2 separate regions of the Mus musculus genome follow, and region 2 is linked to region 1. Evidence: chromatin contacts called from public promoter capture Hi-C data. All regions are on one chromosome and are shown on one strand. The core of a region is the stretch at or near the end of the contact, and the rest is flanking DNA. Distances in the headings are between cores, read along the strand shown.

Region 1 (4,824 bases), core at 1,261-3,760:
GTAGTGAAGTCTGGAAAGCCTCTAGCATTCCTAGTATTCTCATAGGTAGACAGAAAAATTCCCAATATACAAACAAAGATATACAGGTCCACTGCATTTCTATACACCAGCGATAATCAATACATCTACTAAAGTCAGATAAATGACAGTATTCAAGGACAGAGGCTAACCAACTACTGGTATATAGAATAAGTTTACATACAACATTGCACACACACACGTAGAAGGAACTTGGAAATGGGCCAGCAAGCACAACAATAAGCAATTATACAAAAATTTTTAAAAATTATTTTGGGAATTAAAAAAAATTGAGAAAAGGCTTTTTTGCTCCCAAGCTGTCTTGTCTGTCATTATGTCACCTCACCACAGAATCATCATTTCCAGAGGTCTGGCCTGATCATATACAGTGCATACAGATGTTGCAGCTACTTCTGGGCCCCTAGGAAAACCTCTCTGACCTCTTCAGGTTTGCTGTGGCCGAGACCAGGCTTTGAAAGGTGGATGATGCAGTGATTCAGGAGGAGAAACAGACTTGCCCCAACATCAGCCCTAAACATCAGCCTGGTTTCTGGCTGAACCAAGTTCCACAGATGAGACTTTTATGAACTTGGCCCAAGGACTATGTAGAATCTATAAGATTGGTCATATTGAAAAGTTAAAGTGTTATTTTTCTAGGCTAAGGGCTGTGAGTATAGCATCTGAGGTCAAAACCAAACACCAGCCTCGGTACTACAAAGTCCTTAAACCCAATTTCTAAGCGCCAGGTGTGGTAGCCCAGACTTTAATCCCAGCAGTCAGGAAGCAAAGACAAGCATCTCTGAGTTCCGGAACAGTCAGGACTATACAGAGAAACCTTGTCTCAAAAAAATACAATAAAAACAATCAAAGAAGAATGACATTCTACCTTTGAGGCCTTTAGACCTCTAGAGACCTTCAGAGGTAGAGGGTGTGTGTGTGTGTGTGTGTGTGTGTGTGTGTGTGTGTGTGTGTGTGTGTAAAGATGGTAAAAACGCCAAATTTACAAAGGCCTAAGAAGTCATCTTATTGTGGTCTTGATTTGAGAAGAAATCTACTTCTTTTTTTCTTCCTTTTTTTGGGGGAGAGTGGAGGATGAGGGTGTGGGGGGTGAGGGTGTGGGGGTGAGGGGAGTATACTGTAGGAATGGGGAGTGCAGTCTCTCACTCTGTAGGCCAGACTGGCCTCAGACTCCCTGAGATCTGCCTGCCTCTGCCTCCCAAGTGCTGGGATTAAAGGCAGGCAACACCACCAAGGCATAAGAGATTTTTAAGACATGATCCACAATCTGAAAGACCATGCAAAGAACCTAGAAAATCTTCTAAATCAAAGGACCCGATTGCCAGTTATCAATGTTAACGGCTTCCTGCTTGCTTCCCCTTTAAGGATTAAAGATTTACTTCAGTTCACAGCTTTAAGAGGGTTATAGTCCACCACAGCAGGAAGACATGGCATATCTGCTCAGTACAGGGTAAGATCAACGTGTCAGAGGTTGCCAAAGCAGAACCAACTGCATGCATTCTACTTATCTCAAAGGTAATGAGCACAGTGGACAGTTATGGCTATCACAAGGGCATGACTCATGGTGATCAAAACTCAAGTGTAAGCCAGGCACAGCCATACACCTGTCACCTGAGCACACAGGAGGAAGAGGCAGGAGGACTAAATGTTGAGGTAGTGATGGTGTTTTAAAAGCAATTATATATCCAACTATGATAAAGTTTGTTTTCCTCCCAACACCATAAAAGCTCTAGTAGATTACATCTTTATTAATAAACAGGAAGGTTTTGGTGGGAGATACCGGTTTGGTTTGATGTCCTTTTGCTTTGTTTTTTCAGACAGCCTCATTATGTAGCCTCATTATGTACTGGCTTCAAACTCACGGCTTAGCCACCCATCCACACAAAGGGGTGAGCAGGTGACACATAGTGCCAGAGACCACCATACCGAAACACTCGCTCAGCTTCAGACTCACAGGACTGAGCAGATCCACACCACAAGCAGCAGCACTGCAAACTATATAAAGCTGTTCTAGACTGAACCCTGCAAAGTCTTAAAATCTTTAACAATGTTTCCATTCCAAATTGCCAAGCGTAATCCCGCTAAGAGCTGAACTCAACACGGACAAGACACACCACAGTATGAACAGCATCGTCACCACTGCATGAACTTCAAGGATATCCACTTTTTTTGAGACAGGGTTTCTCTGTGTAGCCCTGGCTGTCCTGGAACTCACTCTGTAGACCAGGCTGGCCTCAAGCTCAGAGATCCGCCTGCCTCTGCCTCCCAAGTGCTGCTGGGATTCTTGGGAACCAGGTCACAGCCTACTGTTTAACCCCCCACAGTCTATGACTTACTCCCATCAAGACAAACACAGACATAGAGCAAAGTATGACATTTTAGGATTATGCCAAAACACAGAATGTAGACCCATGCCCACATCCTGTCCGGAAGTTAAGAAGACAATGGGATGAGTCATAAGCTGCCTCCAGAGGAATCCACTGTGCTGCTGTTAAACAACACACAGCTTACATATATTAGGATGAAGTGGGAATGCTCCCATTATGCCAGGGACAAACAACTTTAAAAAACCGTCATATAATTACTTGGAAAAATTCAAGCTACAAAAGTTCCCACAATCTATGACAGGGTCCTGGTTAGGCTCTAGAAGCTACCCAAGCCTCACAGCAGGCCTACACAGATGAGAACTCACCTTTCTCCAGACTTTCCAGACCCAAGAAAAACAGGACGAATGGAGAGACAGTCTGTATCTCTGTCTGTGTCTGTCTGTCTGTCTGCCCCCCCACCCAGCCTACAATGTAGAATTAGCTCACCAGTTAAGAGAGACAAGCTTCCTCCAAAGGAATCTACTTTGCTGTTATTAAACAATAAGCACCTTACACACATTAATATGAAGTAAAAATGCTCCTATAATGCCAGGGTCAAACAACAGTACAACTTTTTTTTAAAATGTCATATGCCACATCTAATTCATACATATTTTTGTTTTAAGATCTTGAAAGTACAATAGCAGAATATATTCTACTACCCAGTAATTAGAGTAAGAGCACTGAAAACGTATTTCAGATATACAAGCCTAAAGCTATGAAATTTAAATATAATTAAACAGTGATCACAGGTAAGCAAATCAAGAGGCTAACCAATGATGCTTACTACCTAAAAAGGTATTTTACTATAGTGTCTTTGTGAAAGACTTTTCTGGAATCATTCAAGACCTTAGACTAACAGTGTATTTATCAGAATTTATCAAAATAATTTACTATAATGTAAACTTCAAGTTCAGTCTAGAAGGTAACGATCTTTGTACTGGGAGCAGAATCCTGTACACAATTAAGACTGACAGTGTATTCACAAGATTTTTTCAATATGAGTTATTATAAAGTAGGGGTTGGCGCTATGGCTGAGTAGGTTAAGAACACTTGTTCTGCAAGCGTGGTTTGAATAGGTTTGCCCTCCCCCTCCCCATTCATGTGTTTGAATGTTTGGTCCTTGTGGTGTGGCATTAGGGAGTGTGGCCTTGTTGGGAGGAGTGTGTCACTGTGAGGGTGGGCTTTAAGGTCTCCTCCTATGCTCAGGCTGCACCCAGTACATACAGTCTCCTCCTAGTTGCCTTCTGATCAAGATGTAGAACTCTCAGCTCCTTCTCCAGCACCATGTCTGCCTGCATGCTGTCATGCTTCCTGCCATAATAATGGACTAAACCTCCAAAACTGTAAGCCAGCCCAAATTAAATGTTCTCCTTTCTAAGAGCTACCTTGCTCATGGTGCCTCTTCACTGCAATAAAACCCTTAGAGCTGGGCATGCATGAGTATGCGTGTAACCCGAGCACTGAAGCAGAGACAAGTAGATCACAAGAGCCTGCTGGTCAAACAACCTAGCCAGGGTGGTGAGCTTCCAATCCAGCACGAGACCCTGTCTCCAGGCAGAAAACAAGGAAGGAAGAAGACACTCAACGTCCTGCTCTGACCGCCATGTGCCTACACAATCATGTCCATGCAAAATCCACACATGTGCTCACCTGTGCAAGTGTTACAGTTAGAATATCCCAGAAATACACATTCTTTAAAAGTAATAAACACTAAGAGCTGGAGGTGGCTCATCAGCTAAAGCAATTGTCCCAAAAGCTTGATTGCCAGAATCTACATAAAAGCCAGCCGCAGCAGCCTAAGTATCAGTGATCCCTGTACTCCTACAGGAAATGGAAGGGGTAGACACTAGGAGCTTTAGCTCATAGGCCAGCTGAACTGGCTTATGCTATGGTTTTCAAACCATAGAAAGTTGAGGCAGGACACTAAGAGTATCCTCTGACTTCCACACAAGGGCCATGTCACTCTCACAAATAGAATAAATATGGATCACCAATTTAAGAAGAGTTAGGTCTAACCTCTCATGAAATACAACTTACAGGCCAAAGAGCATAGGAGTGTGAAAGAGCAGAGGCTGCTGAAGGAATGAGAAGCAGCAGCAGCACGGCAGGTTGCTGGCGCCTTTAGATTCAGGCAAGATGGCAACCCAAGCATGTTGGTGCCTTGAAAAAGATCCCAATTAATGTCTGTGTTCTCACCAAGGATTCAGTTCCAATAGTTAGCCATATTCTGAGAGGTCTACAGTCACCACTAGAAACTGTTTGGATATGATGGAGAGGCAGAAAAGTCTACAATGTTTCTTACAGACCACCTCCAAAAACCCAGGATCAGATGAAAAGGACAGTGGCTCAGCAGTTCCAGAGTCAGCAGGCTCAACCTTAGAAAGTTCCCAGACAGCTGCACACTTGAAACATCCCGTCT
Region 2 (4,824 bases), core at 1,059-3,558, 75 kb after region 1:
GGGATGACAGATTTTGCAATGCGTGTGGACTTTCCATCCTTTCTGGAGACTGAATTTACATGGAAGGCTTCCCACCACGCCCTTTGTTCACAGGGCCAGTTCCCTAGCCTGTTTTTAAAAATTGTCTTAAAATATTTTTCATTTTTAGTTGTTTATTTAATCTTGAGGAAACACTTTTCCCAAGATGGGCCGGCTCACTTACACTGAAGACAGTACCCTCTATCCACCTCCAGAGTGCTTGGTGCACAACTGTTACTCCTGGCTCTATTTTTTTCTAAATCTGTAAAATACACTCTTTACTTCAAATGCTAGAGACATGGCTCAGTGGTTTAGAGCACCAGCTGCTCTTCCAGAGGACTTGGGTTTAATTCCCAGCACCCACATGGCATCTCGCAACCATCTGTAACTCCAGTGCCAGGGGATCTGATGCCCTCTTCTAGCCTCCCTAAGCACCAGGCACACACTAGGTGCCTTGCATGCAGGCAAAACATCCACACGTATAGAAATGAACTAAAATATTTACGGAGCGGGAGAGATGGACGCGTGTTGCTTTTTTGGAGGACCCAGATTGATCCCCAGCACCACCCGGGGGTTCACAATCACCTAAAATTCCAGTTCCAGGGCATTCAATGTCACGTTCAGACCTCTGAGGGCACCAGGCTGGCACATATACACTTACATATAAGCAGGTAAAACACTCAGCCCATACAATTAAATGATTTAAACTTTCACTTCTGCGTGGCACGGTGTGTGCATGCCTTTGATCCAGCCCTGAGGGGGCAGGGGCAGGGAGATCTCTTGTGAGTTTGAGACTGGCTAGGACTACATAGTAAGATAATTTTTATTTATTTATTTACTTCAGAGAGTTTGCTTGACATGAAGCCAGGCACCAGTCAGCACCGAGAAGGCTTATTGTTTGAATTATTTAGTGTTAAGGGACTTGGAGAGTACAGAAAGACATGGAGTGGAAGGAAAGGCACCGAGACTGCTTTGGGGGCTTTCTGCAGTTAGACTACCAGGCACCAGCCTGGCATGGACTAGCAGGACTCAGAGCTTCAGTGGCCCTGCCCAGGCCTGGGATTGCAGCTGTCCATGGGTGGGACAGCAAGCTCTCCCTTCTGTCTCTGCACAAATGAACTGTCAAAGCCAAATGGTATGAAGCTCGGGATGACGGGTGCTCCTCAGGGGCAGTGAGTATAATTAAGGGGGCTCTTAATTTGGTCATAAACACAGTCCACAGGAACAAAGAATGCTAGTGGTTGCCTGATGCTAAGGGAGTTGGAGAAATGGGTAGTAGACCACTAATGGCTATAAGGGGGGGAGGGGTCTGGAAAGATGGCTCAGTGGTTAAGAGCACTGTCTGCTCTTCCAGAGGACACGGGTCCAATCACCACTTTAAATGTTTTATTTAATGTGCACTGGTGTTTTGCTTGCATGTATGTCTGTGGGAGGTTGTCGAATCCCCTGGAACTGGAGTTACAGATGGTCATGAGCTGCCATGTGGGTGCTGGGAATTGAACCTGGATCCTCTGGAAGAGCAGCCAGTGCTCTTAACAGCTGAGCCATCTCTCCAGCCCCTCCAGTTCCGACTTTAGGAGCCCCCCTCCCTCCCTCTCTAAGATTGAGGGCACCGTTTTCCTACTCTGTATGTAGCTGCTGCCCTGTGGTCTCACACACCACTGGCTCTAAGTTGATTCTGTAGCCAGCCAGGGGCATCCCCCGGATCTCTGATGTTCAGAAAAACTGGTTCATTCTTGTCAGGCCGGCACACAGGAGACGGAGCTTGAGTTTGAAGCCAGACTGTTGCACAGCGATACTGTATTTAAAAAAACAAATAACCAAAACCAAGAGGCAGGTGGATCTCCGAGTTCGAGGTCAGTCTGGTCTACAGCGAGAGGACAGCTAGCACCACACAGAGAAACAACAAAATAAATACGTACAGGAAGGACGGAAGTGGCCAACAGGAACCACCAAATCGCACCCCAAAGAAAGAGATAACGTGAAAAGCGAATCGTGTATCCACTTGCCAAGTACTGGAAACCGCAACTTGGACTGTTAATAAAACACAAGAGAGAAAAATACCGGGTAACCGTAGCCTGTCTCTACGTGAACCCGCAGGCTGCGGGCTGCTAGCTTTCGCGCTGCGCACCCTGCTGACTCTCGAGGTTTCGCAGCTAACCTTGCGGATACCAGACGGTTCGGACCGCGCAGGCGTCGCCAGGAGCGCGCGACCTTCAACCCCGCGCAAGCGCAAAGGGAGGCCGCCCTCAAAAACCTGACCGTTAGGGCGGCCGGAGCCGCACTGCGCAGGCGCCGCTTTCGGCACCATGGCGGCCGCCTTGCTGCTGCTTCGCGGGCTCCGCCCCGGCCCGGAGCCCCGGCCCCGACGGCTGTGGGGCCTGCTCTCAGGCAGGGGCCCAGGCCTCTCGTCCGGGGCTGGGGCCAGGCGGCCGTACGCGGCCCGCGGGACTCCGGTTGGCCCGGCTGCGGCTGGAGGCCACGCGCCTCAGGTAACCCGCTCGGAGCCCGGCGGCGGCGGGTGTGGCGGGTCGGTCCGCGCCGACCGGAAGTGCGCCTGCACCTCGCTCTTCCGCAGGAGGATGGCTGCTGTGGGCTCCCCGGGACGGGAGGCAGCATCTGCCTCGGGTGGTTCGTCTCTCCCTGGCGTGTGTGAGAGAGACGCCCTGTATCACTGTCCCTGGCGGCTTCAAACTGAGTCCTGGTCACCCGTGCCTTTCCGTCCTCTTCTTTCTGGTCTGGAGGCAGGCGTTCATGTGTACTCGGAGCAGCCCTTGGACTCCCGATCCTTTTGCCCACATAGGTGGTGCACACTTGCAATTTCAGTATTTGCTGGTAGGACGAGGCCAGGAAGATTGTGAATTGGAGACTCAAACTGGGCTGTGGGTGAAAGTTAATTGACTTTTGTTTCTTCGGTTTTTTTGTTTTGTTTTGTGGCTGAGTCCAGTGAAATTCATTGATGGAGTTGATTGACACTTTCCCTTGGCCCCTCCCCTTCTTGGGAGGCAGTTCTAGGATGGAAACCGAGGAGGGAGAGATTCTCAATACACAGTTGAAGATGACTTTGAACTTTTGATGCTCCTGCATCCCCTCCCAAGTGCTGGGATTACATGCATGCGCCACTGTACCCAGTTTTAAGGAGGTACTGGGGATCAAATCCATAGCTTTCTGCATGCTAGGCAAGGACTTTGATTAGGCCTGTGTTGTTGTGGTATATGGTCTTAGTGTTACCTCGGTCTTTTTCTCTTTTTACAGAGTTTGCTATTGCGAATACTGACCCCTAGCTTTGAAGGTATTAGCGGATTGTTACTGAAACAGCATATAGTTCCAAATGCAGTCAGACTGTGGCCGCTTTCAGGTGTGTATGCATTGCATGGTCCATTACTGAGGGACACAGGTTTTACTGTAGTCCTATAAGAGCATAGTGGAAGAGGACAAAACCAAACAAACCAGGTCTTACATGCCTGTAATCTCAGCACTAAAACAGGGGCTGCCAGTTGGAGGTCAGGCAGAACTAGCTAGTGAAACCCTGCTGGCCCCCTGCTCACCCCCACCCCCCACCCAAAAAAACAAAAGGTTTTATGTTGTCTGAGAGCACAGCACTTGCTGCAGTGAGCAGGGCTCGCTGTGATGTTCAGTAGAGTAGCCTAGGAGCAGAAGGCCATGCTGTGTGTGCAGCAGCATCCACCATCTCAGGCTGTGTGCATGCACTCTAGTCTAAGAGTGGAGGCTCCTTGGCAGGTGACAAGTGACATAGGAGAACGTCACTAGTTAGACACTGACCAGAAGACTAGGAACACCCAGCCACTAAGAGTACCTTTGATTCTTTTAAAAAACAAAACACCTGAACTTGTGACCCTCTTCAGTCCTGAGGTTACAGGTATGTACCACTCTGTCCAGTGTTATGTGAAGCTAGGGATTGAACTCAGGACTTTGGGCATGGTAAGCAAGTACTCTAACAACTAAGCTATATTTTCATTGTAACCTTTGGTTCTTTGTGCTGTGAGCTATGTTAGCCCTGTTATGGATAATCTGAAGTGAAATGTATAGCTAGGGGCTGTGAGCACTCCTTGATCATCCTGCCTGTCCCTTCCCAATGGGAGCACGTGAGACCCCACTCCTCACCTGGGGGTTGCAGACTGGTTTGTTTGGTTTTGTTTTCTTGAAACAAGGCATTAATTTGCAGTCCAGCCTGGCCTTGAACTTAGAATCCTCCTGTTCTCACCCTCCAGGTGCTGGGATTACAGGTATGTGCTACCAGGCCTAGACTTCTCTTTGCTCACTTTAAGTGTTTTATTTTGTTTCCCCGCCCCCCACCCCGTGTGTGTGTGTGTGTGTGTGTGTGTGTGTGTGTGTGTGTCAGAGAGAGACACAGAGACAGAGACAGACAGAGACACAGAGAGAGAGACAGAGAGAGAGAGAGACAGACAGACAGAAAGAGAGAGAGAGCGTGAGCACACAGAGTGCAGGGATACTCCCTGTGGGTTCTAGGAATTAAATTGAGGTCATGAAGCTTGGCAGAAAGTCCCTCTGCATCTTGAACCATGTTATTAGCCCTCATTTACAAAATCTAAGTGGTGTGGCCTAGTGAGATGGCTCAGCAGTTAAGAGCTACTTTTCCAGAGGAACCAGGTTTGGTTCCCAGAACCCATATGGCAGCTCACAACCATCTGTAATGCCTACTCCAGAGGATCCAACCCCTTTTTCTGGCCTTCACGAGTGCTGCACACACAGTATACAGCCGTACGTGCAAAACACCCACATATGAAAATCACTTTATCTTAAAAAATAAATAAAACATTAAGT

The links. Promoter capture Hi-C pulls out the DNA fragments that hold promoters and counts their contacts.
Region 2: a promoter capture Hi-C map of the HPC-7 cell line shows a contact between it and region 1. The contact joins the promoter of Spg7 here to the enhancer-like site in region 1. A contact is called at or near these places in 13 of 39 promoter capture datasets (the C10 cell line, the HPC-7 cell line, cranial neural crest and 8 more), 1 of 15 datasets of contacts at CTCF or cohesin (the NIH/3T3 cell line), 15 of 484 Hi-C or Micro-C datasets (the AML12 cell line, B cells, CD8 T cells and 10 more), 12 of 115 datasets of contacts at active chromatin or transcription factors (the 230-238 cell line, CD8 T cells, the HPC-7 cell line and 7 more) and 4 of 9 other capture datasets (adipose tissue, embryonic stem cells, liver and 1 more).

What each region holds. Positions count from the first base shown.
Region 1 is chr8:122,987,676-122,992,499 of GRCm38.p6, forward strand. All of the region lies in intron 1 of Ankrd11 (ankyrin repeat domain 11), which reads right to left. Among named protein-coding and RNA genes, the nearest start is that of Gm24445, 7.1 kb to the left of the region's middle. Within about 2 kb of position 2,511, at least 90 of the 459 cell types and tissues checked have an H3K27ac peak or open chromatin away from gene starts, as enhancers often do. A contact at or near this core is called in B cells, CD8 T cells, the HPC-7 cell line and 5 more, where this site is marked.
Region 2 is chr8:123,063,200-123,068,023 of GRCm38.p6, forward strand. Spg7 (SPG7, paraplegin matrix AAA peptidase subunit) reads left to right here and starts at 2,309. Exons shown (of 17, transcript NM_153176.5): 1 at 2,309-2,510; 2 at 3,274-3,376. The coding sequence starts at 2,328.